Regions from separate parts of the Bos taurus genome. Here region 2 is linked to region 1. The links are chromatin contacts, called in public Hi-C maps. All regions are on one chromosome and are shown on one strand. Each heading gives the region's core, a stretch centred on a gene start, on an enhancer-like site or on the middle of the called end of the contact. The rest is flanking DNA. Distances are from core to core; before and after follow the strand shown.

The links. Hi-C and Micro-C count contacts between places; a contact is called where the count stands out from the background.
Region 2: a contact with region 1 is called in a Hi-C map of an unstated tissue, with 5 times the contacts expected there. The contact joins two enhancer-like sites. A contact is called at or near these places in 6 of 11 Hi-C or Micro-C datasets (blastocyst, blood, liver and 3 more).

The regions. Positions count from the first base shown.
Region 1 is chr16:56,389,386-56,392,440 of ARS-UCD2.0, forward strand. No RefSeq gene overlaps it. Among named protein-coding and RNA genes, the nearest start is that of KIAA0040, 46 kb to the right of the region's middle. Within about 2 kb of position 1,311, at least 12 of the 102 cell types and tissues checked have an H3K27ac peak or open chromatin away from gene starts, as enhancers often do.
Region 2 is chr16:56,480,820-56,483,519 of ARS-UCD2.0, forward strand. No RefSeq gene overlaps it. Among named protein-coding and RNA genes, the nearest start is that of KIAA0040, 46 kb to the left of the region's middle. Within about 2 kb of position 1,357, at least 10 of the 102 cell types and tissues checked have an H3K27ac peak or open chromatin away from gene starts, as enhancers often do.

The DNA of each region.
Region 1 (3,055 bases), core at 61-2,560:
CTGGAGCTGTCACATAACCAGACCCTACTTCACCCCCAGAGATGCCGCTTCTATGGGTCTCAGCTAAGTCCTGTGCAGCTGTGCTTTCTAAAGCTTCAGGGGCTTCTGACATGCATCTGGGGCTGAGAACCACAGCTAAGATGAAAAAGTTTGGGAGGGGCAGTGGAGAACACTGAGGGTGTTTAAACCTTGGACTGACACTTGTAGTGAAACTTACGTTTTGGAAGCATCAGTCTGGTGACAGCATAGAGAATGGAGGGAGGCATGGAAGGAAGTAGAGATTCACAGACAGTGAAGGGTTATTGCAATAGGCAATGGGTATGGGCTTCTTGCGGGGCTCAGTGGTAAAGAATCCGCCTGCAATGCAGGAGACAAAAGAGATGCAGTTTCGATCCCTGAGTTGAGAAGATCCCCTAGAAAAGGGCATGGCAGCCCACTCCAGTATTCTTGCCTGGAGAATCCCCATGTTCAGAGGAGCCTGGTGGGTTATAGTCCATGGAGTCGCAGAGAGTCGGACATGACTGCAGCGACTAAGCACGCAGGCACTGACTTCCTTGGCCTGAGGCAGAAATGGTGGGAAACAGCAGAGCACAGATCAGTAATATTAATAGAAGGAAGGGTTAACAGGATTTGAGGGGGCTGGGTGGTAAATGAGGGGACGGCTCCTTTCATGGCAGAGTTTAAAACTAGTTGTTCTTGACAGTAGCTTCCTCTGGGAAGAGGGTCCCCACGTTTCGGTTTGTCGCATGATGTCTAGAGTTCTGCTTTGGGGAATTCCCTGGCGGTCCAGTGGTTAGGGCTCTGCGCGTCATTGCTGAGGACCTGGGTTCAATCCTTCGTTGATTTCACAAGCCGTGTGACCAAAAAAAAAAAAAAAATCTGCTTTTTAATTTGGAATTCTTAGGGATTCAAGGATCATTAAAGCCAGAAAACGCTGAAGGAGCTAGGGAAAAAGAAAAAAAAAAATGACCCAAGGTATTATGATCAAAGGGATGCCCTGAAGGAAAAGACCAGGTGTGTTGTCTGAGGAGAGGGAGGCTGTGGTCGGGATGGAGTGTCCCGGGTGGGGCTACAGCATGGGAGTGGAAAAGCAAGTATAAATAATGAAATAATCTCGGCGAAACGTAGCCATTTACAGGAGAAAGTCTTCCGCTAAAAATATTTCCAAGTCATACCCTTAAGCCCTTCACCGGGGCAGCGGAGAGGATAGGGAGGTTTCTGTCAATAAAGAGTGCAGATCAATCAATACGTTTGGAGCCCGCGGCCCGGCTCAGGGGCGCGCTGTTCCCGGCCAGGCCAGCAGATGGCAGTGTGGTCCTACCGGGAACCTCTAGCCTCAAAACTCCTTTCCTCTCCTATAGCGAGGGAAGTTCTGCGGGTCCTCACGTTTCTTCCTTCATCTGGAGAGTCAGCCTGTGGGTACGACTCACCATCCAGCATGGCTTGGTGGTTGCACGGGCAGTGTTGCCGCGCAAAACAGGTAACTGAGAAACTGTAATCCACTACCACCCCCTTTTTCATCTTAGCAGCTGTTCTCAGCCCTAGTTGCATGTTAGAAGCCCCTGGAGCCCTTTGGAAGAGATTGCCTGGTGAGCTGGGGACTGCCTCCCCCAACCTGGTCTACTGGGCTGGTGGTCCGGCAAGGGGATGGAGGGGCGCCCCTGGAAGGGGTTTTAGGCAGTTCTAAAGCACAGCTGAATCCACTTCCCAATAGGCCTTGTGTTAGTTTCTACGGGGGACATGGGAAACGGGTTGAGATCTAATTCCAATGGTATACAAAGGAGTTAGGTTCTCAGGTTAGCTCAGAAAAGCCTGTCCATTCTATAATGCAGATTGCAGTGCACTTTTAATGACCGAAGTAGAAAACAAAGGTATTGTAGTATTGCAATTTAAAAAGGAAAAAAAAAAATGAATGAAACAATTACTTATTTTGGCAAGTGAAGAAAATTAGGTTTGATGAGAGAAGGATAAGGAGGCCAATGAGGCTGGCTGTGTGTTCTGTGCTGGTCTCAACCTATCAATAACCAATGTTTTGGTTGGACTGGCTTTTGTGATTCTTATCTTAAGACACCCTTCAGCAATAACTATTAGGAAACTTTGAAAAAAATGAAGGTTTATTTCTTACAAGGCCTGGCAATTACACTACATACCTGGGGCTGCATAGTGAGGTTGTCGGGGAGAGAGAAAACAGCTCAAGAGAGAGTGAGCTTAGGGTTCTGCTTTTATTGGGGTCCATGGTGGGGGCCTAGGATTTTGAGGGATCAGTGTTTCCTGGTGAATTTAAAGTGCAGGAAAAGAAAAAAAAAAAAATCAAGTGGCCCAAATAGTCAATCACTGAAATCACCCAGGATCTCGAAAACAAAGGCGCCACAGTTGGGGGAGGCGGCCCAGGTCTTCGTCTAGTTGTGTGTGTTTGCAGTGTGTTTATCTTGCATAGTGGTCTTTGAAGTGGGTGCTTCTGCAATCCAAGCTTAAGTCAGGCACTTGGATGACAAAAAAAAAAAAAAAAGGCAGAACTCTCAGGGCTCACAATGCACGGTGGACCACCTGAAGGAGACATTACAGAATGTCTGAAGACTTGTGGGCAGAGCCCTTTACTGGAGTTGTTATTGGAGTTTTTGACCTATAGGGGGTGCTGTTGCTAGTTAACAGTCTCTTAGGAGCCCAGATCAGTGGAGTGGATCTCATTGCCCTGTGTTCCCCAGGGGCTCTAGGGCAGAAGTCTGAGGGTTTTGGTTTGGGCAAGTTGCTCACGTTGGGTCTCACTTTCATCTTTTATAAAATGGGAATAATTTACTCACAACGTCAGTTGCTGCAAAAGTCACATGAGGTGATGATGGAAGTGCCTTTATGAGGTAGAAAGCACTCTGGTAGGATAGAGGCCTTGCATCTTCAGTCTCCATAATTTCACTCAAAATTTTGGAATTTTTTTTTTTCCTCCTGATAAAGGTATGTGCCAAGTTGCTTCAGTCATGTCCGACTATTTGCAACCCCATGAACTGTAGTGTGTCAGGCTCCTCTGTTCATGGGATTCTCCAGGCAAGAATGCTGGAGT
Region 2 (2,700 bases), core at 107-2,606, 91 kb after region 1:
TTGGACAGACTTAGCTACCCTGCCATAGTCGCAGCTGGACATTTTTTCAGGTAAGACTTAGAGCGTGAAAAGGTAGAGAGGAATGGGAAGAAGACAAAGAAGGTGGTTTTTCCATTTAACTCACCAACCAGCTGAGTGAGGCATGGTGGATTGAGGGTCAGCTGTCCCTCCATGTGGAAGAAATATTAAGGCTTGGAAAAAAGTGTTCCTGTATGAATAATTATACTTGAATAGACATGCCATATCCACTGGGGCCAGGCCTTCTGTACTAGCAAGAGTTGCTTAGTTTTCCAGCCTGTCCAGAGCTGATTGCTGTATTAGCGGAGGTTCTCTAGGGGCACTCTGAAATCAGTAGTGTGTGTGTAAGCGTACACGTGGGTTTCCCAGGTGGCTCAGTGGTAAAGAATCTGCCTGCAATGTAGAAGACGCAGTTTTGATCCCTGGGTCGGGAAGATCCCCTGGAGAAGGAAATCCTGACCCTCTCCAGTATTCTTGCCTGGGAGATCCCAGGGACAGAGGAGCCTGGCAGGCTGCAGTCCATGAGGTTGCAAAAGACTTGGCCAAACAACTCTATGACTAAACAAAAAGAAAACCATCTGACATCTGCGAAACCAACGCCTGAACCATGACACTTCTTAATTTTGTGTGTGTGTGTATTGAAAAGCATAAGAATGATTTTCATCTTGATTCAGTAAGTAGCAAACAAGTGTCGAGTGTCTGCTAGGTCCTGTATTTTGGGAGACACAAAGGGAATGACATGTAATGTTTGTTTTCTAGGAGCTCAAGGTTAAGCGGAGAGTGGCAAAGCATAATATGCGTGCAATTAAGAAGATATAGGCAAATTACTATTATGGTTCAAGGTAGGATTAATTCTGACTCAGGTCTGAAGCAGACTCTGCAGAAAAGGAGACGTTTAAATTGTACCCTGAAGAATAAACAGACTTTTGACAAGCAGAGATCAAGGCAAAGGATCTTCTAGGCTGTGATGTATTTGAGGAATGTTGCTAAGTCTGGTCTTGTTGGAGTATTCTGGATGTATATGTGTGTGGGCTGGGGTGGGGGAGAGGGTGGGAGGTGACTGTAGGGGGTTGCTAGGGGCTAGAGGGCAGGGAGAAAAAGGAAAGATAGGTTATGTTAGTAAAGGCACCAAATGCTAGAGATAAGACTTCATACAGAAGGTCGTAGGAGGTCATAGGAGGCTGTTGAATACTTTAAAGGAGAGAGGGGACTTTAGAAAAATCCTGGCAGTGCATTTGGATTGAAAGATGTTCTGCAGCTGGTGTGCGAGTCTTGGTGGGAGCTGGAGAGGGCAGAACCATCGCAGAGGTGATGGCAATGGGTGCGAGGGGACGCATCTGAGCCTGTTGAAGCAGGACCTGATGCCAGAAATAGGTTTGCCTGCTGTGGGAGGAAGTCAATCACGTGCTGACCCGTGGGTCTCTGTTTTCACAGGACATTCTTCCTGGGTCAGAGGCTCTTCTGTGTCTCTTGCCTCCCTCTGGGCTGGAGGTTCTTTGGAAGCACAGAGTCAGGCTTCTCATCTTTGTCCCCCTCAGCCTGCAGCTCAGAGCTCTGACCACATGAAGGTAATATATAAATGTCTGTGGCAGTGAAGTGACCCCAGGAGGATAGGCTGCGGCATGCAAATTCACAGGAGAGGTTCTATTTGTTGCTCTGTGGGTGTGATGCCTGGTACCTGAAGTGAAACTCTCTCGTTAAAGAACACATGTGGCACCAGGGAACTTGTGTGGGAATCCCCGCCTGACATCCCTGAGTGGTCACCTCATGGGGCCCCCTGAACAGTTGTGGGAGTCCTGATCAATAACAGGACGTGGAGGTGGGTCCCGCCACTGTCCTGTCCTGGGCAGGGGAAACACTTCAACTCAGAAGTCAGGCTGGTTGGGATGCCTGCTGTGGGGTTGGCAGGCCCTGGCTACTCACCGGCCTAGGAATCACCACCTATTACCATCACAGGAGCCACAAGAGCACCCAGAAGTTGTCTGTGGTTGTGGGTTCCCAGGGTCACCCACAGGGGCACTTGCTGGCGGGGTAAGAGATCTGGTGAGGGATGTGAATTTTCTTCAATTTACTTTTTTATTTTTTGGAAAAAAAGTGATGCATGTTCATTGTAGGAAATATAAAGACAAGCAAATTGATAAATAAAATGACCCATTTCTTCAACAGTAAAGGTAGCTGGTGCCACATTTTTATGATGTATGGCAGTCTATTCTCTCTTTATATGGAGTTATCTTACCACATATATGGTGTACCATGCACTATACCGTGTATGTATCCGTTCTCGAACATGTGGTTCTCTTGATTTCCCCAGCTAATCACTAGGGTCCTTATCTGTCCTTATATTCCGGAAGTGCCGGAACTCATCTTAAGGCCCCTCCCTCTCCCACCGACCGTGAAGACCAAGGGCTCATTCAGTCCAAAGGGATCCAGAGATACCTTCAAACACCGGGAGATGATGAGGTGGTGTCTGATTGCTCCTGTGCAGCTTGTTTTTCTCGCTGCTGTGTGGCTCCACTGTTAACAACCATTTATAGCTCTGTGATGTCTTCACAGATGTAGACTCTTATCACTACCATTTCACTGAGGAGCCTCATGCTTGGGCTCTGAAGTCACAGCTCTCTAAGCCATGGGCCCTAGAACTGCAGTGTGAGGACTCACTTGTGCTCAGCCCCTGTTCTCCCA